Linked DNA regions of Mus musculus: regions 1, 2, 3, 4, 5 and 7 are each linked to region 6. The links are chromatin contacts, called in public HiChIP or PLAC-seq, capture Hi-C and promoter capture Hi-C maps. All regions are on one chromosome and are shown on one strand. The core of a region is the stretch at or near the end of the contact, and the rest is flanking DNA. Distances in the headings are between cores, read along the strand shown. Region 1 holds the start of Lima1 (LIM domain and actin binding 1). Region 2 holds the start of Cers5 (ceramide synthase 5). Region 3 holds the start of Asic1 (acid-sensing (proton-gated) ion channel 1). Region 4 holds the start of Adcy6 (adenylate cyclase 6). Region 5 holds the start of Racgap1 (Rac GTPase-activating protein 1). Region 6 holds the start of Spats2 (spermatogenesis associated, serine-rich 2). Region 7 holds the start of 2310068J16Rik (RIKEN cDNA 2310068J16 gene).

What was found. Promoter capture Hi-C pulls out the DNA fragments that hold promoters and counts their contacts. HiChIP or PLAC-seq counts read pairs in DNA pulled down with a chosen protein or histone mark. Capture Hi-C pulls out chosen DNA fragments and counts their contacts.
Region 1: a contact with region 6 is called in a capture Hi-C map of macrophages, with 6 times the contacts expected there. The contact joins the promoter of Lima1 here to the promoter of Spats2 in region 6. A contact is called at or near these places in 6 of 39 promoter capture datasets (cranial neural crest, frontonasal cranial neural crest, hematopoietic stem and progenitor cells and 3 more), 1 of 484 Hi-C or Micro-C datasets (embryonic stem cells) and 1 of 9 other capture datasets (macrophages).
Region 2: a contact with region 6 is called in a promoter capture Hi-C map of liver, with 2.8 times the contacts expected there. The contact joins the promoter of Cers5 here to the promoter of Spats2 in region 6. A contact is called at or near these places in 4 of 39 promoter capture datasets (hematopoietic stem and progenitor cells, hippocampal neurons and liver) and 1 of 9 other capture datasets (pancreatic islet).
Region 3: a contact with region 6 is called in a promoter capture Hi-C map of liver, with 2.3 times the contacts expected there. The contact joins the promoter of Asic1 here to the promoter of Spats2 in region 6. A contact is called at or near these places in 2 of 39 promoter capture datasets (both in liver) and 2 of 115 datasets of contacts at active chromatin or transcription factors (embryonic stem cells and stem cell-derived neural progenitor cells).
Region 4: a promoter capture Hi-C map of embryonic stem cells shows a contact between it and region 6, with 4 times the contacts expected there. The contact joins the promoter of Adcy6 here to the promoter of Spats2 in region 6. A contact is called at or near these places in 4 of 39 promoter capture datasets (the C10 cell line, embryonic stem cells, liver and 1 more) and 2 of 115 datasets of contacts at active chromatin or transcription factors (embryonic stem cells and pancreatic cancer cells).
Region 5: an H3K4me3 HiChIP or PLAC-seq map of bone marrow-derived macrophages shows a contact between it and region 6, with 2.7 times the contacts expected there. The contact joins the promoter of Racgap1 here to the promoter of Spats2 in region 6. A contact is called at or near these places in 2 of 115 datasets of contacts at active chromatin or transcription factors (bone marrow-derived macrophages and embryonic stem cells).
Region 7: a contact with region 6 is called in an H3K4me3 HiChIP or PLAC-seq map of embryonic stem cells, with 8 read pairs. The contact joins the promoter of 2310068J16Rik here to the promoter of Spats2 in region 6. A contact is called at or near these places in 3 of 39 promoter capture datasets (hippocampal neurons, liver and pre-B cells), 1 of 484 Hi-C or Micro-C datasets (embryonic stem cells) and 1 of 115 datasets of contacts at active chromatin or transcription factors (embryonic stem cells).

Annotation. Positions count from the first base shown.
Region 1 is chr15:99,873,395-99,877,047 of GRCm38.p6, forward strand. It overlaps Lima1 (LIM domain and actin binding 1), which reads right to left and starts at 2,062. Exons shown (of 11, transcript NM_001113545.1): 1 at 1,939-2,062.
Region 2 is chr15:99,770,482-99,774,157 of GRCm38.p6, forward strand. Cers5 (ceramide synthase 5) reads right to left here and starts at 2,034. Exons shown (of 10, transcript NM_028015.2): 1 at 1,702-2,034. The coding sequence starts at 1,898.
Region 3 is chr15:99,668,990-99,672,463 of GRCm38.p6, forward strand. It overlaps Asic1 (acid-sensing (proton-gated) ion channel 1), which reads left to right and starts at 1,388. Exons shown (of 12, transcript NM_009597.2): 1 at 1,388-1,905; 2 at 2,795-3,172. The coding sequence starts at 2,811. Gm34880 (a long non-coding RNA gene) reads right to left here and starts at 867. Exons shown (of 4, transcript XR_875662.3): 1 at 419-867.
Region 4 is chr15:98,602,911-98,606,348 of GRCm38.p6, forward strand. Adcy6 (adenylate cyclase 6) reads right to left here and starts at 1,822. Exons shown (of 21, transcript NM_001368413.1): 1 at 964-1,822. The coding sequence starts at 1,821.
Region 5 is chr15:99,649,443-99,652,930 of GRCm38.p6, forward strand. Racgap1 (Rac GTPase-activating protein 1) reads right to left here and starts at 2,214. Exons shown (of 17, transcript NM_001253808.1): 1 at 2,065-2,214.
Region 6 is chr15:99,125,052-99,128,800 of GRCm38.p6, forward strand. Spats2 (spermatogenesis associated, serine-rich 2) reads left to right here and starts at 1,794. Exons shown (of 13, transcript NM_139140.1): 1 at 1,794-1,836.
Region 7 is chr15:99,970,838-99,974,706 of GRCm38.p6, forward strand. It overlaps 2310068J16Rik (RIKEN cDNA 2310068J16 gene), which reads right to left and starts at 2,450. Exons shown (of 1, transcript NR_028124.1): 1 at 1,330-2,450. Larp4 (La ribonucleoprotein domain family, member 4) reads left to right here and starts at 1,943. Exons shown (of 16, transcript NM_001024526.2): 1 at 1,943-2,146. The coding sequence starts at 2,129.

The DNA.
Region 1 (3,653 bases), core at 812-3,311, 750 kb after region 6:
CAAAACAATAACAGCAAATGATTTCACCAATACTATAGGTTGTATCTGTGGTGTTGCCTAACCATCTATCTCACTGTAGGCTCTTTAAGGGTAGGAGCTTTTGCAACTTTGAATCCACAAAAGAATGGGCATAAAAGTCACTGGGAAAAAAAATGTTTTGTCCCCTCAAGAATTCCTAACATAATTTAGTACCATGTTACCTTGTTGAACCAATGCACATATATGTGCATGCAGACCTTTAAAAAGAGCTAAGCTTTTTCAGGCTGGGAAGATGGCTCATCAGGGAAAAGGTGCTTGCCATGAAGCCTGATGCACTGAGTTCAAACCCTGGAACCCGCAGGGGTTCCAGGAAGAATCCTGGAAGAAAAGAACAGACCCCACAGTTCTCATCTGACCTACATTCAATGCACATGCCATGGCGCATGCGCACACGCGCGCATGCACACACTATAAATGTAAAAAAGCAAAAGAAGGAAAGAAAGAAAGAAAGAAAGAAAGTAAGGAAGAAAGAAAGAAAGGAAGGAAGAAGAAAAGAAAGAAAGAAAGAAAGAAAGAAAGAAAGAAAGAAAGAAAGAAAGGACGAACGAACTTCTCTGGGCTGGCAAGATGGCTCAGAAGATGAAAACCTTTGCTGCACAAGACTAAGGACCAGAGTTTGATCCTCAAATCCTAAGTTAGAGAGAACCAACTCCTATAAGCTGCCCTCTGACCTCCACAAGCCTACCATAGCACGATGGCTGGTATTCATGCACACACATCACACAAATGGTAATTTTTAAAATATATATATATATATATATATATATATATATATATATATATATATATATATATATATATATATATATATATATATATATATATATATATATTGAAGGTCAGGGACAGTGGAGCACACCTTTAATCCTAACATTCAAGATGCAGAGGCAGCCATATTTCAGGCAGCCAAAGCTAGATAGCCAGCTCAAGGCTAGTCAGGGATTCTCTGAAGAAGCAGAAAGAGGAAGAGAAGAAGAAAAAGGAGGGAGAGGAGGAGGAGAAGACAACGACTGAGGAGGAGTTGTTCTTTCCTGCTAACTCTATAGCTTTTTGAAGGCTGTCTAAACATGATCACACTTGGTCGTCCATAGACTAACTGGACTAGGTATTTGTACCAGTAACTATGTAGATACAAAGTAGCCCACTCACCCACTTCCGTGCCAAGGATGATCTGCCCTCCAAAGGTCAACGTCTTAAAAACATAACCTCACAGTCTTCGGCTAACTTGCAAAGTCAACAGAACCATTTGGATTAGGCAGATTTTTGAGAGCTGGAATTAGTTGCAAGACAATAGCAGATCAGTATCTCTCACCAGGATCAGCTAAACTCATTGTTGTGAGCACCAATAAGAAGGCTAGGACGGGTGCCAGATGGTTCGCTCCTAGCACCCACGACTTCGAGCTCCAGTGTGTGTGGCCAGGGGTGTACAGTTACCTAATATTAACACCTACGGATGCGAGTGAGCAGTGGATCCCAGCTCAAGTACACCATAGCGATTTGGGAAGGACACAGCAAGTAGGAACTGTTCGGAAGGATGTTAAGTCTTAACCAGAGTTCATCTGGAGGAATGGACGGGAGAAAAATTGGAAAAGGAACGGCCGCGTGGAAGAAGGAAAGAGTGGCAGGATTACCTCCCTAAGAGGGTGTTTTAACTTTTGATGAAATGCCACTTTCCCTCCATCCCGTGCGAGACCAGGGGCCCAGGCAGCGAAGTCTCAGTCCCTTGGACTTCCCAGAAGGGAGGGCGGAGCATGGGAGGCTCCTCCAACGTGGACCCCAAGGGGTGAGCCTCCTGCTCCTGCTACCCACCGCCTCAAAATACGCGGGGAGAGTGCGGGGCTCAGCAGGGTCTCCGCGCGCATGCAGGCTGCGGAGGGCGAGGCGAGAGGAAGCGCTTACCTGACTAGAAAGCCGTCGGGGCTCGGCGCTGCACGGCCACGGTCCTGCGCTCTGTCTGCCCAGCGCACCTGTCGCAACTGGGCTGCAGCACCTTCAGCTCCGCGGCCCCGCCCCGGCCCCGCTCAGAGCCCCGCCCCCTGCCGCGGAGGCGCGCCCGTCTCCCGCCTCCCGCGCGGCCTTGGAGCGAACGTGCTCGCTCCCGGCGGCGTGTTCAACTCGTGACCGGAGCGTCGCCCTAGTAGCGGTGGTGTTGCAGGAGGCGTGGCTCCTGTGTCAGCCTCCAACTTGGTCGTGTCCCCTTTCTGGCTCACCCTATCTCTCTCTGACTAGAGATTGCAGCAGTTTGATCTGAGACTCACCCAGAAATCTGGTCTAAGTGCAACTTCAGGGAAGTTCCTGGTGCTGTCGGGGTAAGTTCTGTGGAAAGGTATTTTAAGAGAGGCCATGCCCTGTGCTGCAAAGAGCTGCCAAAGAGGCCTGGCTCAGACTACATTGGATCACTTCACCTCAGTGGACCTGAGTTTCCTCAGGAAAGGATAGGATTAGATAAGAGTAGGTGGTGTCCAAGTTCTCCAAGAGCTATGGGTTTTGTTTGTTTGGTTTTTGGTTTTTTGTTTTTTTCAACAACGGGTGGTTTTCCTTCATTTTCTTTTGAGACAGAGGAGGGTCATCACATGTAGCTGAGATTAGCCTGGAACTCACAGTGTAGCTGAAGTGATCTTTGAGCTGTTGGCTCACAAAACTGCCCGTAACTCCAGCACCTGGGGAACCTGATACCATTTTCTGGCGTCCGTGAGGAACTGCACACACATCACACACTCACACACATATACATACTAATAAGATTAAATAAAAGTCTTTTTTAAAAGAGGCTCTAAGAGAAGGGTAGTAGCACACACCCTAGAGTGGGCTTGCACTTCTCAACAGTGTCTGCAAGACCTGTTTCTGTTTCTGCACTAGGAATGTGAGGGTCTGAATAGATCATGAGGAGACATAGCATGTGGCCATCCAGCCCTCAGATTCTTGGCTCCACCACCATTCCTCTCTGCACGAAGCCTTTTGATAGTATCCTTTCCTGAGGTCTAGTGACATACCAAACGAAAGGAATTCTGAGGCTTTTCATGTGAGTGTTGATTAGTATCATAAGGGCCAGTGGTAGAAAGATTTGTTCAACTCCTAAAGCAGTCACTGGCAAAGGGCACAGGACATGTGGCCTTTATCCTGGCAACTGAGGTAGGATGGTTGCCTTGAGTCCCTGGATGTCCAGTGTTACAGAGTGAGAATAACCCAAAAGGAACAAAACAAGAAACCTACAAAAAGCTGTTGATGAACAAGTTTTAAGGAATTGAGCCATTCACCAAGGATAGAATATCATTCAAAAATCTAACCTAGACTGATTTCTGGATAAATGTACTAAAGAAGCAAATTAACTTTATTCGAAGATTAAAAGGGTTTTGTTTTTGTTTTTGTTTTTTTAAACGGGAAATCAGCAAACTTCTCTAACAGCTTGGGAAAGGAGCTTCATAAGCCGAACAAGGAAGTAATGATATTGGCTTTGCTTTATTTGATACGGTCACATGGCAGCTCCCTAGTTATATAACCAATTGACTGGTTGGCTATCTGTGAATGGCTGTCTCGATTCAGAATTAATCAGTTAGAAGGACTTTCTGGTACAAAAATAACCTTAGGCTAATGGCCTGCTTATTTTGTGTTAA
Region 2 (3,676 bases), core at 784-3,283, 650 kb after region 6:
ACTTTTCCTAAGATCACACACTAAACAAACAAGCTGCTTGTCCTTACTGGATAAGAAATATCACATTAGAAAGAATGCCTGTTCATCCCCTTGACACTGGAGTACCATAGAAACATGCAGACAGAATTCCCATAGGGGAAGGATCCTTTCCAGTGACTCCTCCAGGGAATAGTCTCCAGCCATCTGGGGGAACCCTTTAGAATTGGAATATATACTCTGTGTGTGTGTGTGTGTGTGTGTATGCCGATAGCAGAGGTAAGTCACAAAGCTTGTTATATATCTGTATGAGAAACAAAGACTATTCTTATGACAATGGAAAAGTGTATTGGATTGTCTCTTTTCTTGATAGTTCTTGCATTTCATTTTCAGCCCTCACTATGGAAGAGAATAGCAGGATCCAGTTTTCTCCTAAGCCTGCACCTCCACCTCCACCTCAGGGATACTTAAGATAATGATGGTTATCTTGAAAAACTGTAAATTCTTGGGGGCCCAGAAAAGACTTTGAGTTTCACTTAATCTATTTATTATATATTTACTTTTTGCATCTGAGTGTCTGGCATAGCACTTTTAGAAGAGATAAATAGTATTACTAAATACAGATTAGTGACTAGCTGGATATAAGAAAAAAAACCCTTGTAGACAAATCAAAGAAGTAATCCAAAACAGATACTTCTGAGTAATGGATTATTTTGTCTAACCACATCTCCACACTAGAAAAGGAATTCTGGCATCAGTGTCGTGTTTGTTCTAGATAAGGTTTTTACAGAAGGCGTCTCTGCCTACGAGGAAAGTACTTCCTTGGAGTTTGAGTAAGCTTTATCAAAAACACAGCTATGATTGATCCTCATTACAGATCGCATCAGATCCTTGAAGAACAGTGTCTTTTTGGCAGCAGATAAGACTAGCCCTTTGAAGAACGGGGTGGGGGTGGGGTGGGGGGGATCTTCTGCCCAGAGCATGTAGCTGGGCAAAGTATGTTGTGAATACTACCACCTTAGAAGCTGGTTCACAAAGCTGTTTCCAATAAAGTCTCAGGCTCCATCGCCTTCAAAATGACCACTTCTCCCATCTCAGGCTTCCAAGGCCCGTTCAGCAGTTCCTCTTGACACCTTCCCCAAATGTTGGAAGCCTCAGGCTTCACCACACCCTATCCTAGCCAGACGTCTGCTGTCATACTAACACGTTCACGCGCTAACAAATCAGGGCTTGGGGCCTAACTGATCCTGTTGTTTCAAACCCCAGAAGTAAAGTAACTTTAGCAAACATTACATCTCATGCATCCACCTACGTCGCTCGGAAGCTCTGGCGCTTGCACTGAACCCACAAGCTTCCAGGACCCCAGCTAATTCTGGTTCTCCCAGGCCCTTCCCGTTCCTCTCGCCGGGCACTGCGGGAGCACGACTCACTCTTGGGTTCCTGGAGATTGGGAGGCAGCCTTCGAGAGCTCCATGCGACTCTGTGATCTGCACTTCTGAGGCCCAGCACTCCCCTCGATTCTCTCTCACTCGCCCACACCCTAGACTCGCGCGGTCTGCGCGCACGCAGGCTCCAGGGGCGCGTCGCCGGGCTCCGAGCATCCCCGCCGCGGCCCGGGCTCCCCGGCTCCCCCGCCCCGCCGCCTCGGCTTCCGGCCCTCGGTCTCCGGCCCAGGCGTCCCGCCCCTACCCCCCGCCATCCCCGGCCCCGCGCAGCAACGCTCACCGCTCAAACAGCATCCTCACGGAGAAGATGCACACTGCCAGCGGGAACACCGACAGCACGTGCTGGGCGCGCGGGTAGCCGTAGCCGTCGCCCGGGCCCTCCAGGTCCGCCCAGCTCACGTTCTGAGGCAGCCAGAAGCTCTCGCTCCACAGCCAACCCCACAGGAGGCCCAGGGTTTCCGCTGCTGCAGTCGCCATCTTACGCGCGCCCGGCGGCCACTGCCGCCACAGCCTCGGAGGCAGTCAAGGCAAAAGGAACCCGCTGGGAGGCGGCCCCGAGGCGGGGCCCGGCCTACGGCCACCCTCTTCCGTCCCTGGGTCCTCCCAGCCGCCCAGCCCGCCTCTCCCGCAAGGATGGCCTCCTCCCCGCCCATCCCGCCTTCCCGCCCACTTCTCCGTCGCAGCAGCCCAGGCCCCTCATGTGGGTCCCGGCCTCGCCCCGCGTGCCCATTTCTTCTTGGCCACGCCCACCTGTCCTGGTCACGCCCCTCACCTGCAGCCCGAGCCACGCCCAGTTTCTTTCAGCAGGTTCGACATCACCATGGTCACACCCCTACCTCAGGCTAGTTTCTCCCTTTTGGAAACACTCTTCCTAGTCCAGCAGATTCAAGTTCTTTCTGGCTCCCGGCCCGGCTATACGTTCCTGATCATCACTTACAGTCCCGGTGTCCCAGCCAGCCGGCTGTGCTGTTCATCCTAGTTGATTCCTCCTCCTCCTCCTCCTCCCCCTCCTCCTCCTCCTCCTCCTCCTCCTCCTCCTCATACTCCTCCTCCTACTCCTCCTTCTCCTTTTTTGCACTTCCTTGATCTCCACCCCCCTCCTTGGCTTTAGGCCTTAAAAGTTACCTTCACTTTTTCTCAGAGAAAACACAAGGCTTTGAAATATCTTTACATTAAAAGCCTGTAATTCCAGCCTCCACTGTAATCCCACTTGGGGCTCAGGGTCGTTCTCTGCAAGTTCAGGGCCAAAATGAACTTCATGAGACCTCCCCATCCCACCCCCATTCCCTTTTGAGTGTCTGTGGGAGGTAGTGTTTCACAGCTGACGGCTCCGCACTTGGGTGACCAAAGGGAGAGAATTGTCCCTTCCTTTTAAGACCAGTTTGCATACAGTACAGGACAAAAGGTTCCTCCTCTCCCCTCTTGAGGCAGAAGGTAATGGGGGGAAAAAAAAGCAACAAGGCAAAAGGAAAATAAATGACCGCTAGTTTTAATGACATCTGTCATGTAGCAGTTTATGAAGGAATAAACTGAAGTCCAAAGAGGCAGAATAGTTTGCCCAAAGTCATATAGACCAACAGCTGTAATTAGAAAATAATTAGAGGGGCTGGTGAGATGTCTCAGTGGGTAAGAGCACCCGACTGCTCTTCCGAAGGTCTGGAGTTCAAATCCCAGCAACCACATGGTGGCTCACAACCATCTGTAATGAGATCTGACTCCCTCTTCTGTAGTGTCTGAAGATAGCTACAGTATACTTAGATATAATAAATAAATAAATCTTAAAAAAAAAAGAAAGAAAATACTTAGACTCCAGAACTCTCATTTCCTTATCTTACAAACCACCTCAACTTTATTTTTTTATTTATTTATTGTTTCCAGCCCGCTTGGGCCCAGATCGCTTTGGCCTATTTATTTATTATATGTAAGTACACTGTAGCTATCTTCAGACACCCCCAGAAGAGGGGATCAGATCTCATTACAGATAGTTGTGAGCCACCATGTGGTTGCTGGGATTTGAACTCATGACCTCTGGAAGAATAGTCAGGGCTCTTATCTGCTGAGCCATCTCTCCAGCCCCCCACCTCAACTTTAAATGGTCAGAGCAAACCTTGAACTCTTGTAAATCTACCTAAACAAGGAAACAAACCAGAGACCAGGCAGTTTTCAGAGGACTAAACTGTCCTTCAATTGCCAGAGAGCCCTGAACATTGGTTAAAACTTAGCTACAAGGCTAATAGCCAGGAACTAACTGGGGA
Region 3 (3,474 bases), core at 138-2,637, 540 kb after region 6:
CAGGGCTAGAATCATCACTTAAACCCCGTTTGCGACCCTCCTAGAGTAATTCCTAGTTTCACAGGCCGCCTCCCCCATTGCCCTTTAAGTGGAGTTTAAGTATCCGAGAGAGTGCTGTCACCTGGTGGCTGCCCAGGGGCATGGCAGCCCACCAGCAGCGCTTGTGCCGTTGGACAGCTCCCCAGCCGGAAGGCGAGATACTATCTTTATTTTGGCAGCTTGGCGCTCTGGGTCCTGCTGAATGGACCTCAATCTCTCACCAGACCTAAACCCCTATCCCTGGAGAGACATCTTCACTGGTTTCTAGGGTACCTCTTACTCCCAACCCCTCACAAATTCTCATCAGCTTCTTCCCTCTATGTCAGGTTCATTCCTCAAACTCAAACCCAGAACCATGTCCCTGAGACCTGCTTCTCACCTTCCTTCTCTCAGAGCTTCACCAGCCTGTAAGTGGAGCAAAGGAGCTGCAATGGATATAATTCTGATCTTGCATCACACACACACACACACACACACACACACACACACACACCACACCATCATCTGACACCATCAGACCTCAACAGCCTCTGTGTTAAGAGCTCCTAATGAGCATCAGCAAATTAACAACTTCCCCTTGATTGCTCCTTCTCTGCTAATTGGATAGGGAGGGCCCCCCCCCCAAGGCCTCGGAGAAAGAAAGAGGGAGGGAAGGAGAGAGGTGACAGCTACAGGAGCAGCCTCCAGGTTTCAGGACTCAGATTTCTGGTCCATCCCAGAACACACTCCTCCTTGCAGCCTTCATTTTGTATCTTTTTCTTTTTCCCTACTTCTGCCCCATCTGCCCTCACTTCTGGCCATGTCTCTTTTCTTCTCTCTGTTCCTCTCTGCTTTATAGATCTGCCAATGAGGCACTTGCACACGGGCTGCTTAAGAAATCCACTGATATACAAATGGGGTCTGGGTGGCCAAGGGTATTTATATATGTGCATGTGTGTGGGTCACATGAAGGTGGGAAGCAGGAATAAGAGCAGGTGAGTGAATGTGTACAAACAGGTAAGTGCTCGTGTGAGGGTCAGGCTTCAGGGATGTGTAGGTGTATGTGATGTGTGGATGGCTGAGTGGCAAGGTAAGACTCCGGTCTGAATGTGCCTGTATCTCCACACAGGCAAATGCTTGAATCAGTCAAGTGTGACTGTGACTCGGAGTGTGTGTGTGTGTGTGTGTGTGTGTGTGTACACGTGTGCATGTGCCATCAGAGGAAGCAGCAGCAGCAAGAAGCAGGAGCTTCGATCCGAAGGAGACAACGTGGGGAGGGGGACGCTGGGGGCAGACACCCTCCTTCCTGCGCGCACACGTGCGCGTGCACACACACACACCCCATAGTCACACACGCACACACACGCGCACACACACACAAGCCACAGGGCCTCGCAAGCAGAGAGCGGAGCCGGCTCCGGGATCCGAACGAGGCAGCTCTGCTGAGAGCGGCGGGAGGAGGCGAGCCAGCGGGGGGAGCCCTCGGTTCCGCTCCCGGGCCGGGGGCCCCCCGCGCACACCGGCCCAGAGACACCCTCGCAGACACTCGTAGGCGCGCACGCGCACCCTTTCCCCTCCTCCTCCCCTCCCGCCGCCTCCCGGCCGGACGATGGATCCCTGCAGATCCCGGGGCTGAGAGCACCGCGCAGCGCCAGCGCGCCGAGCCCCGGGCGGACCAAGCCGAGCGAGCAAGCGCGCGCGGGCGGCGGACCGAGCTGAGCCGAGCTGGCCGAGCGGGCCGCTCCCTGCAGGGCTCTACGCGGGTGCCGCGGCAGCCGGCGGCTCGGGCTCCGGGCCATGAGCCCCTCCGCCGCGCGGCGCTGAGCCCACGGACCGCCTCGCGCCCCAGGACCTGCAGCGGCGGCCGGCTTTCCCCAGCCCCCTCAGGTGGGTTTCCGACCCCGCTGCCTTGGGCCCCGGGCTTCCTGGTGCCCCAAAGCCGAGACTCTCCTCCACTGTAGCTTTCTCCAGCTTCTGGGGAGGCTCGGCGGATGGGGAGGGGGCGGGGGGCCGAGCCGGGAATATGACTGCGACGAGAAGCTGGACTGGAGGGGGTGCGTTCGGGGCGGGGATAACTGGCTGTCATAGGGAACCGCGCCCCCCCCCCCCATTCCTACATCCACCTCAGGCAGCCTACCATCCTCTCCCAAACACACACACACACACACACACACACACACACACACACATACACACACAGCCTGCGCCTATGCCTGTGCTTGTTTGAGAACTGGAGACACAGAAGGTGAGGATACAGGCAGGGCCCCTCCCCAGATGTGCCCACCTCCGGAGAGGTGGCCCTGGTTTAGCTCCTGAGGTGACAGCCTGTTCCTGGGGATACCCTTGATCAAGAGAAGAGCCCCTGACCCCTGGTTCAGCCCATTATGGGGAGTTTGATCTTGGCTGGGGTAGATATTCCTGTCCCAGAGTGACCTCACATCTGGAGGGAACTCCCATGCCTGCCTGTGGGTGCATCAGGGACTTCCCTCCTTCACTCTAGTGGCTGTATCTGGGGTCCCCCATAGTCTGGGAAGCTTGCAGACCATTCTCTCGACCCGAGCTGACCCCCCCCTCCAAGCCTCTATGTTTTAATGACTGTCATCTTGGATGGTCCCTCGTTCAAGCCACCTTTGGAGCCTGCATGTCAGGGAAGTCTTCCCTTGGACAAGCAGTGACCTCCGGTTAAGGATTTTGAATGGACATAATTGGAGGGGCCCTATATGCGCCTTCATCTCAGGACAATGACAGAGTCTTGTCTCCTCTTTCCTCCCTCTAGGATCCCCTTGGCAAGCATGGAACTGAAGACCGAGGAGGAGGAGGTGGGTGGTGTCCAGCCGGTGAGCATCCAGGCTTTTGCCAGCAGCTCCACGCTGCACGGTCTTGCCCACATCTTCTCCTATGAGCGGCTGTCTCTGAAGCGGGCACTGTGGGCCCTGTGTTTCCTGGGTTCGCTGGCCGTCCTGCTGTGTGTGTGCACTGAGCGTGTGCAGTACTACTTCTGCTACCACCACGTCACCAAGCTCGACGAGGTGGCTGCCTCCCAGCTCACCTTCCCTGCCGTCACTCTCTGCAACCTCAATGAGTTTCGCTTTAGCCAAGTCTCCAAGAATGACCTGTACCATGCTGGGGAACTGCTGGCCCTGCTCAACAACAGGTGGGCAGCTCCCATCCACCCCTCCGCATGACTTGTGGAGTAACACCGTCCTTAGCCCACCAAAAGTCAAACAGCTCTGCCCTCTAGCATTCCTTTAAACCTGCCGCTCAAGGCGGAGGGGCTGAGATCATGCCAGTACCAGTTACCTACACACAATCTCTGATTCCAGCTTAGGTCAAAACAGCTCTGTCCCCACCCAGCCTGAGCTAGGAGATGTTAGCTCTTTCCCCAGAGAGCATCACCTACCTCCTGGTACTATCCTCCTTGCCTCACTTAGGGAATGGGACGGACCACCTTTTTTT
Region 4 (3,438 bases), core at 572-3,071, 520 kb before region 6:
CCCAAGGAGGCTACAAGCCCCTACTCCATGCAGAAACACTCACAGGCCCCACTGGGCACCTGAAGTGGTTCTCAGTTCTGAGACACTGCAGATGGGCAGAGAAGCAGAGTTTTCTCTACTATCCCAGGAATGTGGGGACCCCATGGGGTGGAACTGAAGCCAGGCACCTTGGTGAGGTAGGAGGCTGGCAGTTCCGGCCTCCCAGACCCAACCTCCCCCATCTATCAGGCACAGGGCTGGGCCCTGGGCGCCAGGCCAGCTGAGAGCAGAGAAGAGTCACACACCCACCTTCTGGCAAGTCTGACGGAGTTGGGGGGGGGGATACCACATCACTCCTGAGCATCTTCTCCCCCAGAAGAGCAGTTCACCCCAAACCCCCACTTCTCAGGCAACCAAGAAGAGAACCTAGGGCCTAGCTAGCACAGAAGGGTCTGTCCCTTTAAGAGGTCTGACAGTGCCCTGCGGGGACTCTGCTCCACAACAAACTAGCTATAAAGTTACTGTTAAAAAGGTATGTACTGTTCCAAGCAGGGAAGGGCATGAAGCCCAAGTACCCAGCTCCTCACCCCAGGAGCCCCAAGCAACTTTCTCTTTGTTTTTGAGGCCATGGTGGGCTACAGGCCACAGCTTCTGGCAAGGAGCAGAAAGGCCTTGCTTATGGAAGCTTTGCAAAACTACCTACAGCTGCTTCTTCGTAGGAGTAACAACAGGGCTTGAGTCTCAGAGGTTACCAAGAGGTCAGGGAGACCTGCACATGGCATGTCTACTGACCTAAGCCAAAGAGCTGAAGACTGGCCTGTGGTGACACACTACAGACCTGTTCCTCGTCAATGCTCACTGATACAAGTCCCAAGCAGAGGCTAGCCCGTGAAGCTTGGCCTGATCGATCTAGACATGGCTATATCGATACTGTGTCCCTCCATCAGCAAGTTCTCTTTCCCACCCTCACTCTGTCACACCTACCTGCTTCCAAAGGAAGGGGTCGCTGCTGTTGAGCTGCCAGGCCAAAATCAAATGCAGAGTAGAGAGGCCCAGGCCGCTGAGTACTGCGGCTCGCATGCGAATGGGAAGAAGAGTGTAGGTGATGTAGACGAAGAACACGGGGCACCAAAGGCCCGCCGAGGGGCTGTGTGGATTGGCTGCCAGGGCACCCCCGACTTGCACGGCTGCTAGGATGCCCAGGACCACATAGCTCACCACCCACATGGAGTCCTGGCGGAAGCTGTGTCGGTTACACACCACCATGAGTACCACAAAAAGGACAGAGGCACAGGTCAGCAGGGCCACGTAAGCAGGCTGAGGCTGGGCAGGCGCAGCGTGGAAAGTCAACAGTACAGCCATGAGCAGCACCAGCACCGCCATGAGCAGCGTGAGGCTGCTCTGGTTCATCTGGAAGAAGTACCGCTGGTACAGCCGCTCCAGCTTGGCAGAGCGGAACTGCTTAGACTGGAACACCTGCACAAGCCGGTGCCAGCAGGACGGACCGCTCCGAGGCGATGTATCCGGTGCCACTTCAGCTGTGCCCATCGGTGTGGTCACCTCAGTGTCGTCAAACCCCAAGGCCACTGACCGCAGCCCCAGCTCCACACCCCTGCCCGGGCCCGCCCTCCTGATGAAGGCTTCATCCTGCCAGGGGCACCGAGTGTGAGCTGCAGGAGTGGGGCTGGGTGGCTCCGCATTCTTGAGGCAGCTCATGTAGCGAGGTGCGCAGAAGCCACTGGCTCGATTCGCGTGGCGTGGGCGCTTCTGCCCATTGCGTTCCCCCCAAGCTGTTTTCCGTTCATCCACTTTGGGAACCAGGAGGCCACTAAACCATGACATGCTGCTGGGAGGAGAGACAGGGAATGGTATTAATACCACTGCGTGGCCACAGCCACCATAGTAGCCTGTGACCTGAGCGCTTCCTACAACTCTGGTCTTCATTCCCACCATCTTCCCCCCCTTCTCCCTCTTGCTCCAGCCCTGCTTGCTTGCTTCTCGTTGTGGATGGTTGTGAGCCACCATGTGGTTGCTGGGACTTGAACCCATGACCTCCGGAAGAGCAGTCAGTGCTCTTAACTGAGGAGCCATCTCACCAGTTCCCATTCCCACCGTCTTGATAAAACTGCCCCAGGAGAGGCAGCTGCACCCCCACTCAAAGGTAAGGAACACAGACACATGGAAAAGACCCAGCAACCATATAAGTAAAGGATCTGAGAGCTAAGTTTTTAAGAGCACTCCCCATACTTCTGAAGGACTCTGGTTCAATTCCTAGCACCCACAAAGCAGATCTTACAACTGTTTATGGCTCCAGCTCCAGGGGCTTTGACTTTCTCATGCAAACATGCATGAAAGCAAAACACCAATGCACATAAAAGCATATTTTAAAAAATTGAGCTGGGTGTGGTGGCACACGCCTTTAATCCCAGCACTCGGGAGGCAGAGGCAGGCAGATTTCTGAGTTCGAGGCCAGCCTGGTCTACAAAGTGAGTTGCAGGGCAGCCAGGGCTACACAGAGAAACCCTGTCTCAGAAAAGAAAACAAAACAAAAACAAACTACACACAAGCCTAATACATCTTGTCAACAGAATATGTTCTGCTGTGAACTGTTGATCGTTGACCTCTACACAAAAGGGATTCTTTCCATATCCTTCCTTCCTTCCTTCCCTCCTTCCCCCCTCTCTCTCTCTCTCTCTCTCTCTCACACACACACACACACACACACACACACTCTTCAGCAAACTAAATTCAATTTCTCCCACAGGTCACAGTTTAAACGTTACTTCCTCACGGAAAATTTCCCAGCCCCACCCCTAAGACTACGTTTGGTCCAGTTTAACCTCTGTTCATCTCCTCCACAGTACTTATTGCCATTATAATTAAATCATTTCTCGTTTAACGTACGCCTCCGTCCCGGGGACTACAAGCTTTGTGCATGTAGAAACTATACCTATTTTTGTCAGCACTTCATCTCCAGAGCTATTGGGGCTAACAGTAGGTGCTCAATAAACGTAGGAGCAAACAATAAGGAGGAAAGGAGGGAGGGGAGTGCGGCTCAGTGGTAGAATGCCTGTTTAGAACACACAAGGCGTTGGGTTCCACACTTAGTATCACAAAGAGCTGGGTGGAGAGCCGACAAGGAGAAAGAACATGAATGCTTTAGAGCAGTCCACATGGAATAACTAATAACCCAGCTAATTCTGACAGTCCAGGTCCCGTGTCTTCCTCATCACACCTGTCACACCAGCCTGTCTGCTGTTCCCCAGTATGCCAGGCTCTGCCCAGGCTGGTACCCTGGTACTTGCTGTTCCCAACTGGAATAGGAGCTCCTTTAGGTCACAGCCCAAGTCCCTTATCAGCTCTGCTCTCTCACAGCCTTTTAAAATAGCAACTCCCTTTCCTGGGGCTCCGTATCTCCCTCCCCAGCTTTATAATTTTTCTCTCTCCCCGCAGCTCTTA
Region 5 (3,488 bases), core at 964-3,463, 520 kb after region 6:
CCTCATTACCCTCAGCCAGCCCTTTGCCCAGCATATTCCATCAGAGCTCCATAGCAGGGCACACACTGTGTTTGATTGTTAGCATCTTGTCTCCACTGAGCAAGCACTGAAGAGTTGGGCTACCACTGATCTAGTCATTCTCTTTGGACTCCGGTTTCCGGTTACTCTCTGCTGCCATCTCTAGCATGGACAGTCCCCCCATCTCATCCAGTCCCCATCCACCCCACCCCTGGGAGTTTACTTCTCAGTGAAGTCTCTTCCAGCCACACTATTTTCCATAACTCCTGGTTGCTTCTGCTCCAGAGCACTTGTCTCCACCTGATATGTTCACTTAGTTTACTGTCTGGAAAGCAAGGACTTTGCAGAGCCACTGGTATCTAGAACAGTGCCCAAGGCTTGGTGCAACAGGTTTTTTATTAATGTAGCATGGTATAAAAACCTTATATGGGGGGAAACCCAGGGGTAAAAGTCAATGTTATAATTCTATAAAGCTATCTCAAAAAACAAAAACCAAACAGAACCAAAAAAGTATAAGGCTAAGATTGGAGGGTCTGTATTTGTGGAGAGTTTGATAGAATGTCTCAGATCTGCAGCCAAATTATCTGAGTGATCTTTAGCTCCACTAACACACCAGACACCTCCTTGTGACTATCAGATGAAATTTTGGCCTGAATTACCTTTCACCCGGAGAATGGCAGCACACACCTTGAATCCCAGTGCTTAGGAGACATAGAGGTAGGCAGATCTCTGTGAGTTCCAGGCCAGCCTGGTCTACAGAGTTCCAGGACATACAGAGCTGTTACACACAGCAAAACCCTGTCTCAGAATAGAAATAAAAACAGAAACAAACACACACCTACCTTTCATCAACCCAAAAGCCAAGTTGACCAGCAGACAGCACTGAAGTCTAACACAGCATAAGAGTCCCTATCTTTACTGCACCCTGGCAGCCTGACATGCAGCCTCATCAGTCCACAGAGGTTTTAAAGGTTAGTAGAAGACAGTCTTACGTGAAATTACATGTACAATTGTGCTGGCCTGTAGCTCAGCTGATACCATGTCTCTCTAGCATGACAAGCCCCTGGTTTCTGTCCTCAACACAGCAAATACTGAGAATGGCAGATCACACATGTAATCTCCAAGTTATCCTGTAATGCCTGTAATCCCAGCACTCCAAGGACAGGAGGCTCAGAAGTCCAAGGTTATCCTTGGCTACAAGAGGCCAGCCTGGGCTACATAAGACACTACCACACATACACGGAGTCCAGTTTATTTAGGAGTGATAGAACTTTAAAAGGTAAACAGTAAATCCAATAACCTTCCGATACACTATTGGGAGTACTGCAGTCAGTCTCTCCCCCTCTTCCTCTCTTTCTTCCTCTCTTTCTGAGGCACAAAAACAAAGCTCTCATTCCAAGGGAAATGAGTGAGCCAAATATAAGTGACCCTGGCTAGTGAACATGAATCCAGAATACCAAAATACTACGTTGTGATATAACCATTCTCACTACGTTTTATAGTTAAGAACAAGTCTTAGCTTTTCTGTTGGTGGAAGCTGTTCATATAAATTAATACACCCCAAAGGGTTTCACATGCAAATCACAGAACAGTAGGTAGGTCAGTGACAGAGGTGGGCAATAAATTATTAAAAGGGGGGGGGGCCTGGAAAAAAAAAATCACCCGAGATAGGCTCCGAATTTGCAACATTCCAACTCTCCACAACTAGGGATGTTCTAATGAGCCTTGTGGGAGACAGCCTAGAAGGTAGAGGCTCTCCACGTCAGGCCGCCGGGTTCCCCAAACACCTGATTTCTCCCTCAAAAGAGACTGTTCCTCGGAAAAGGGTATGAGGGGGCTCTCCCCGCCATTCCCACGCCCGGCACTGGGGCTCGCCAAGACCACCTTGAGGGAACCACACCCGCACCCGGCCGGCCACGCCTCAAAAGGACGCCCCGACTTTGCAAGGAGCGCCACGCCGAGAGCAGCCGGGTCCCGCCGCCCCCTCCCCTCGCCCGCCTCCCCGCCGCCCGCTCGCTCGCTCGCTCGCGACCTCGACCGGCTTACCGAGGCTCCCGGCCCCGCGCACACGCAACCCCGTCCGGCCCGCGGCGCTCACTCTCCGGCCGCCGCGCCCCAGGAGGGCTGCTGTCTACCAGCGACGCGCCTCACTAACGGCAGTGTAAAACCGCGCCGCCAGATCCGGTTCAAAATCACGCACCAGCCAATCACAGAGGAGCTCATAATCACGAAGACGCAAGTGTCAGGGCCAGGGGGCGGGCGCAAAACGGAATGGGCATGCGCATTACATTAGCGAGACGCCCGAAAGGCGGCCATTTTGACTAAGGGCACACACACAATTTTGCGGGAGTAGTGGGTGTTTCGTGGCCCGTGTAGGACTCACATTCCAGGCTCCAGCTTCCTTTCTTGCAATTATCCTAATGACCTGTTGACTAATTGCATATTATTTCTTGCCTCCTGTTTCCCCACGCAGTCAAATAGGACCCTTGGAAACTAATAACTGAATAGTTTTCGGGTCTCACTGTAGAATAGGAAGAATTCCAGAAGGAGACAGAGCAGCAATCATTTTAACCATATTTACTGAGCTATAATTATCCCTCCATTCATTCACGCATTCATTCAGACTTCTATTTGATGCACAGTAAGTATGCCAACTTCATAGCAAGCACTCTGCTAGGAATCAGAAAAAAATACCGATCATGTGGTCTCTGCTTTCCAGTAGCTATGAATGGGGGAAGACAGCTCAAGAAAACAAATAGAAATGCAAAATGAAGTGTTATAATTCCATTTAATAAGTGGCACTTAAAATTTGGCGTCGTATTGGTACAGAGGCTTTGAAACTTTGAAAGATCTGGACCCAACATCAGAAATGCCTTTTACGTACACCAGCAAACTATTCATCTTAATCTATTAGTGTGTTCCCAATGTTTCTGTTCCTTTTTTTGTTATGTCTCTGTGTTGGTGTCCCTTCCTTCCTGAATTTACTAATTACTGGTAGGTGTGGCTACTAGCAACTTGACAAAATACTGGCTAGCTAGAGTTTACTAGAAACAGTGATCCAGGTACACCCCTTTAACCCCAGCACAGCAGAAGCAGATTTCTGTAAGTTCAAGGCCAGCCTGGCCTGCCTCAGAAGTCTAACCACCAAGGGAACTGAGCCCTTCCTCGAACTCTTTACAACCGTGGTATTTTCAAAGGCAGTTCTGGGTGGGTGTGGTGGCACACACCCGAAACCCCAGCACTTAGGGCGTGGAGGCTGAGGGATTAAGACCAGCCTCTGCTACTTAGTTTCACACCAGCCTAAAACAAACAAAAAATCAGATCCAACCATGGCTCTTCCTTGCTGAAAACCATTAACCGTTTCACTTCTCCTCCTTAAAAAAAGATCAGGGTCTTTAACAGGGCTCCCCTAACCTGGGCTTCCGGGCTCTCCAGCTGCCCCTCCTGACTCCCTCCTGTCTACAGGTCCT
Region 6 (3,749 bases), core at 544-3,043:
CAGAACTTCAGGTCTTGATCTGTTGTCCTCCTTTGAATTCTGCTGGCACCAGGTATATGGTATACATACACGCAGGCAAGACACACAAGTTCAATCAATCAAAAAATATTAACATTACATGAAAAAAGAACTGCGCCTAGCATGTTTAAGGTTGGGGGTGGGTGGGGAGGGGCAGCAGTGCTCTTCCAGCACGGTATAAGCCTCGGATTTCCTAGTGATCAGGAGGCTGAGGCAGGAAGTTCCAGAGTTGGAGGCCAGCAGAGAGCTACATGGCCAGATCTTGTCACAATAAACAAAAATAAAAACAGTGCACAGCAAAAAGAACAAGGATCCGATGAAGACATCTGACTTGGCAGACACATACTGTCCCATGGTCAATTATATGATCTAAGACTGGAGTGATAAAACATATGGATATACTGTGCTCTGCCTGTAGCACACATCTATAAGCACGCACTTGAGGTGGTTCTGACTATTCAAAGCCCCTTTGCTTGGCTTCAAAGGAAGTGAGAAGTAGATGGTGATGAATATTTTCAGTGATGATTTAGTCGAAAACTCAGCCTCTACCAGGCGTATCCAACCTTTTGATATTGTGACATGATTGTCTTCCACAAAGTTCACTATTTAGATTTTAAAAATAACCGCCAAAACAGGTCTCATATTTAAGTTCCTTGGCTTGAATGTGGTTGGACATGCCCTTCCTAACCTCTCTCTCCTGATCAGAACCGGTAAGACACTAACTCAAAAGATACATCAATACTAGCGATGATCTGGCTCTGGAGAGGCTGGAGATTTCGAGCCCTGATTACGAAGTTAGGTATTTAACAGAAAGATTCGACAACAGCCCTTCCTAATCACAGCCACGTAGAGGGATGCAGGAAGTGTGAGGTCGTTCGCTCGCACATCCTCTCTCCAGAACCTCTCCCATCAGGCTGGGTGGCCAGGTGGCTCTGAAATAACCTTTAGGAGCAGAAGGTAGGTCCGGAGGCGGGCAAAGTTAAAGGGAGTGAGCGGCTGAATTGTTCCCTGCTAGAGAGGGCGGACGTGCCTGCAGACCTGGAGCGAAAGGCTCTAGGATCCCATTGGGAATCTTCGGCCACCTCCGGTGAGTTTCGGCTCTTTCCGTCAGTTCCCGCTCGGCTCGTCACTTAGGGGCACGCTGGCGCCCACTCCTAGCCCGGCCGCTTTAGGTCGCCTTTCCCGCACGCGGACGCGAGTACGCGCCCTGCTCGTCTCGCCGCCGTTCCTTCCCGTTTGGCCCCTGACCCGCTCCTTCAACCCCTCAGTGAATTAATTCCCCGTCTCCCGCAACTCAGGCGCGCGAACCCCGCGCGAAGGGAGAGCGCCTGAGAGGAGCGGTAACCCGGCCGCGCGCCCCGGTCCCCTCGGCTCCGGTCTCCCGCGTGCGGCGCATCGGGGTCGCGCCGGCGCGAGCGCGCGCCCTGCGCTCCGGCTGGCGGGGGGCGCATGCACGAGTACGAGCGCGCGCGCACGCGCGGGCTCCGAGGCGGGGCGAGAGGGGCGAGCGGCGGCGCGAGTGCGGGCGGACGAGGGTCGCTGTGGATCCGCGGGCACTCCGGCCCCAGCCGCGCCTGCGAGGCTCTGCCGGCCGCCCGGCGGACGAGGGACGCGGGGAAGGCGGCGGTGGGGGCGGGGCGGCTCGGCGTCGGGCCTCGGGCGAGCTGGGGGAGGAGCGCGGCAGCGACGGCGGCGGCTCCCGAGGACGAGGGCGAGGAGGAGGCGGAGGCTCTTCTTTCCTCATCCCAGACCCGGGAGCGTCCGGAACGCAGAGCCCGGAACTGGGGGGACGCGGCGGCTGCAGGGAGCCCGGGCTAGGTAAGGCTGGGGGTGTTGGGTGAAGTGGGTGGCGGGGGCGAGAGGGGCCGGAGGTGGAGGGAGGGCTCGAGGAAGGGGAAAGAGGGAAGGGGCAGTTGTTGGGGGTTGGGGTACCGAGAGGAGGGGGACCGGGAGCCCTTTGGTTCCCGCAGTGTGGAGAGGGCCGCGGGTTTCTGGGGTTAAAGGGGCGAGCGAAGCACACGGGTCCGAGTTGGGGAGTTTCCAGAGGATAGGCCGGAGAAACAATGGAGTGAGGGGGACTCTGGCGAGAGCGTGTGTGCGGTCCTAGATTTCAGAAACTACGTGCGGGATCGGAAAGAATGAAATAATGGGTCGATTGAAATGTGAAGTACGGCGAGATGGGCATGTGTAAAGTCTTCTGCATTGTGTCAGGACGCAAGTGCCATCATGGGACTTAAAGGGTAGAAGGACAATTTCGGAATTTGAGAGGAAACCGGACTAGAAAAGGCAAAGAGAGGCAAAGAAATACGAGTTTGGTTTTGAATTAAACCAGAGCCTAGGATAGAGGTGCACTAGAGGGTCTTCGTCTCCTAATTCATCCAAGATGATTCTATTTTTTTTTTTTTTTAGGGAGTGGGTTAGTCTTGGCCCCTTGCTAAGGCATGCAAGCCCTTCTCCCAGTAATTTTATTATTATTATTTATAGTTCATTTTGTTGTAAGGCAAAACTGTAATATTTATTCTCGATCAGCTCAGCAGACTACTGTATATAATTTCTCCGTATTTATTGAAGCAAGAGAGAACACACTGCCGGCAGTACTCTACCATGAGCGAGGTCAGCGATACTGCGGAGTTGAAGATGTTTGGTTTGAAAAGTAATGAATAACTGTGATTTTTTTTTTCTTTTTAAATTTAAGTTGTCTGTCCTTTGTTGGAATTTTTGTTTCCCATTGAGAAATGTTCCGGCTTGAAAAAAAAATGTTCATAAACCTTCTAATTCTGGTTTTGTGCTTGGGGGAAGAGAGTTTCGGTTTTTTGTTTTTAGAAATTGTTCAGGGATGCTGATTCCTAGTGGTCAAACTGCCTCCACATTCTCGTATTTTTGAGTTAAGGTGGTTTGGGAGTCCTGTGAATAAGTATTTCAGGGTTATGGACTTTGCATTCCACCCCCCCCCCCAGACTCCCCCCTTGGGGGTGGTCTTAGTCTTTATCAGTAACCTAGGCTGGCTTGTGACCTATTGTGTAACCCCAGTTAGCCTTTGAAGTAAAGTTCTTTTGCCTCAGACTCCCAGCTGCTGGGATTACAGCTGTGAGGCTGGGCCTGTATCTTCTTTATACTTTAATTTCCAGGCCAAATTTGATACAGCACTGACTGGAAGATCACTGATTCTGAAGCTATTATTATCATTATGCATTCATAGATGTGTGCGTTAAGCTTTTCATTGGTGAGACGTGAAGTTTTGCTGACTCATCTAAACTAAAATTTCTGGGCAGTCATCCGTTTATAGTTTTCAGCTGTGTTTCTGATAGCGGGCAGCATTAGGCCACCTTCTAAATATCAAAAAAAATCATGACCTAAAATGTACCTTTAAAAATTCTTACTTATAGCCTGATGGTGGCCATGCATGCTTTTAATCCCAGCACTCAGGAGGCAGAAGCAGGCAGATCTCTGTGAGTTCGAGGCCAGCCTGGTTTACAAAATGAATTCCAGGACAGCCAGGGCCGTGCACAGAAATCATATCTTGGAAAACAAAAAAATAAAAATAAATGAAAAAAACCTTAAAAATTAGAAAAAAAATTCTTCTTATTTTAAATGAGGTGTGTGTCAGTGTTTTTGTGCATTCTAGTGCAGTGTCCCCAGAGGCTAGAAGAGGGGTTGGGATTCCCTGGAACTGGAGATGAGTCTCCTGAGGTGGTTACTGGGACTCGAACTCTGATCCTCTGCAAGAGCAG
Region 7 (3,869 bases), core at 1,200-3,699, 850 kb after region 6:
TAGAAATCACTTTCAAACATGGGTGCTTCCTTCTTCAAGCTAACTTTACCTTCATTGTTTGGGATTAGAGATGTGTGCTAAGGGCTGAGCTACACCATAGCTAGAAATAGGTTTTTTCCAGGATATGACAGTCTCAGGGTTCACAGTGTGATCAAACATTCTGCAACTAAGTTTAATGATTGAGATTAAAAAAATAATAGTAATGGCTGGTCGTGGTGGCGCATGCCTTTAACCCCAGCACTTGGGAAGCAGAGGCAATGTAAGAAAGTGAGTCTCTTGTGAGGCAAAGGAAAGGGGGTTATATGGGTTAAGAAAAAGAAAGTTGGGGCTGGGTGTAGTGGTGCATACCTTAATCCCATCACTGAGCAGGTACAGGCAGGAGGATCTCTGAGCTTGAGGTCAACCTGGTCTACAAAGTGAGTTCCTGGACAGCCAGGAATACACAGAAAGATGTTGTCATGGGGAGGTAGACTTGTGGGGAGGGGAAGGGAGAAAGTAAGCAAAAGAAACAGAAAGGAAAGAATTGAAAGGTTAGGCCTGCAGAGATGGTCTAACCTTTTTTGTTAAGAGCACTGGTTGCTTTTGTTGAGGACTCAGGTTCAGTTCCCAGGCATGCAGGAGGGAGCATATACATGCCTGCAGGCAAAGAGCCATATGTATAGAATGAAAATAAATTTTTAAGAAAGATAAAGAGGGCTGGGCATGGTGGCACACACCTTTAATCTCAGCACTCGGTGGGGGTGGGGGTGGGGGTGCACAGGCAGGCGGATTTCTGAGTTCTAGGCCAGCCAGGTCCACAAAGTGAGTTCTAGGACAGCCAAGATCTACACAGAGAAACCCTGTCTCAAAGTGGGGAAAAAAAAAAAAAAAAAAAACAAGAAAACAAGCAAGAGTTGATGAAATGAAAACATCACTTTAAGGTGTTGTTCCAGCATTCAGGTGGCAGATAGGTAGATCTCTGTGAGTTCAAGCCAGCCTGGTCTACAAAGTGAGTTCCGGGAACAACCTAGTCTACACAGAAACCCTGTCTCAAAAAAACGGAAACACACACACACACAAATATATATATGTAAATTTTTTATTTTTTTGTTTTTTTTGAGACAGAGTTTCTCTGTGTAGCCCTGGCTGTCCTGGAACTCCCTCTGTAGACCATGCTGGCCTTGAATTCAGAAATCCGCTTGCCTCTGCCTCCCAAGTACTGGGATTAAAGGCGTGTGCCACCACGCCCGGCTCATGTTTTTTTAAATTAAAAAAAAAAAAAGTGTTTGAAACTGGAGCAATAGAGACTGGTAGAGGAAGAATAACTCTAGTAAAAATAATTAAATATTTGTATACTATTTTATTTGACTATGAAAACATAATAAAGAAGAGATCTAGGCTAATTATTTTTAGTAGAGCATTAAGCATCACAGCGGAGCATCATTATGTTAATGAGACCTGATTCCGAGGGGCTTGGGCTAAAGTTTTATCAAAGTTGTAGCGAAAGGAATCTGACTGTTCCAGCACTCCTCCAACAATACATTCATAGGGTCTTAAGATTAACTTATGCAAAATGCTTAGTAAAGTACAAGCACTGAGTAGCTGAAGAGTATCTTAGCTCCCTCTTCAGCTTTTTTTTTTTTTTTTCTAATGAGGGGCGGGAGGAGCCAGTACGTCATCAGCAGGGGCGGGTGCACTCGGTCGCTTTTTAATCGGACCTAGGTTTTTAACCACGAATCTGCGCAAGGGTTAGCAGTGCGGTGTCAGCTTTTTGGTAGAAAGTACAAATGCTTTAGTGAGCGTTTTGCACAGCCCGGCGCGGCCTCCCGGGCGTCGACCCACACGCGACACGTACCACACACTTTCGCCTTCGCCGCCACAGACGAGCCTGCCGGAGCGAAGCACGCACAGGGGCGGGCAGGCCCTCCGCCCCCGGAAGCAGTTTTCCTCCAGAACCGGAAACAGTTGTTGCTTCCCGGGAGGAGGGACTGGGCGGGTCAGGGCGCAGCGGCTGACGGCGGGGGAGGAGCCGGGTCCACTGCCGGGTGGAGGGGCAAGGCGAGTGTCCTTATCCTACCGACCGGGGCCCGGGCCTGGGAGCCAGTTGGAGTCGCGGCAGCGTGAACGATCGGGCCGAGCGGAAGCAGACATGTTGCTCTTCGTTGAGGTGAGTGGCTCGGGTCGCCCGGTCGGGCTCTGAGAAGAGCCGGAGTGTTCGGGGCGCGGGCCGGTCCCACCGCCATGTGACTTTCCAGGCCGTCCACGCCGCGGAGCCCGACGAGAGGCTGACACAGCACCTGGGCCGTGCAGGCCGTGCAGCCCCGCTGTGCCCTCCGCAGGCCCGAGGAGCCTGTGTGGGTCGAGGCCCCCGGCGGCAGGGAAAGGGAAGGCGGCGCGTCGGGGGCTGGGCTGAGGTGGCGTGAGGAGCCGAGGGAGCCGAGGGTGTCCCATATGGAGCTCCTGAAGGAGGCGAGCGGGCGGGCGGGCGGCGGGGGCGGAGCCTGCGGAGAAAGGGCGATCAGGTGGGCGCGCTGGGGGTGAGCGAGGCCTCGCGGGGCCGCCTGGGACGGAGCGAGCAACATGTGGGAGCGCGGGAGAAGGGGAACTGCGGGCGCGGTGGGGTTTTGTCTCGCTAACTGGGGAGGGGCGTGTTGTTGTTGTTTTTTTTTTTTTTTAAGAGAGTAGAAAGCTCGCCCGCTCCCCCCACCTCCGGACCCCCCAAGCTGCACCAAAATTTTGTTGGGTTGCGTCCGCCGGCTCTGGAACGTTCGAGGGGGGTGCGGGGGGAGAAAGCGAGCTGGTGCGAACGGCGAAGCCCCACAGGGGTCGGAAGCCTTGAAAGGCACCGCTCTGACCTTTTGTAAAAGTTACTCGGGCTGCGGCTGCGTGGTGCGGGTTGATTCCGCGAACCTGTTCGGGGCCAGTTACAAGGAAAATTGCAAAGGAGGAGAGAAACTTAGGTGAAGCCGGGGTTTTGTGGTGGTGTTGGATCGGTGGAAATACCGTTTCTATTGGACCGTCTACCGTCCGCCTGTTTGAGATTTCAAGGTAGTGATTACCTGTCTTAGACAAATAATGAAGTTTAATTTCTCTCGTTTCTGCCCGGTTGTGTTGAGTGAGCATCAGCTGACTGCCTGGCAAATGCTTTGAGTAGATTCCAGATCATATTGTTCTTACATTGTGAAAACGTCAATCCAGCAAAGCTGCAACTTTGCAACTTGGCATTTGTTAACTATGCCCATAAAAAGAATCTTTTCATGAGAGACGGAATCACAGGTTGTATAATGGACTTGGAAGATGGGGCTAACTTAGGGGCAAAGAGTGTTCAGAGTGGTGGTGGGAGAATCTTAGGGTAGTCTGGCATAAAGTAAATAAGCAATTCTTATTTTTCATTGTGTATATTCGTTGTACTTGGTATTGTGTTACATAAGGACATTTTCACACAAACACGTGTATTGTATATTAAGCAAATAACTGCTTATATCTTCTATACTCATTTTCCCTCATTACTGATCTACCTTTCAGTTGATAAGTTTGGGATCCTAAAAATTAGGCGTTAAAGACGCTTAATTAATGTATGCTGAAGGTCAGTAGTATGTATTCATTTGGATATTTGAAACAGTCCACTAAAAATTTCGAACAGTGGACTCAATCTTTCTGTTTATTTTGTTGTTATTAATTTAAGTTCACCTTGGTTTTGAAAAGGACAAGAAATCAGGTTTTATTGTAAGCAGGGCTTAGTTTCCTTTTTAGGAATTACCATGCCGTGCAAATATTGTTCACCCCACCCCCGGAGACAGGGTTTTTTCTTTGTAGCCCTGGCTTACCTGGCACTCCTCTTTAGACCAGACTGGCCTCAAACCCAGAGATCTGACTGCCTCTGCTTCCTG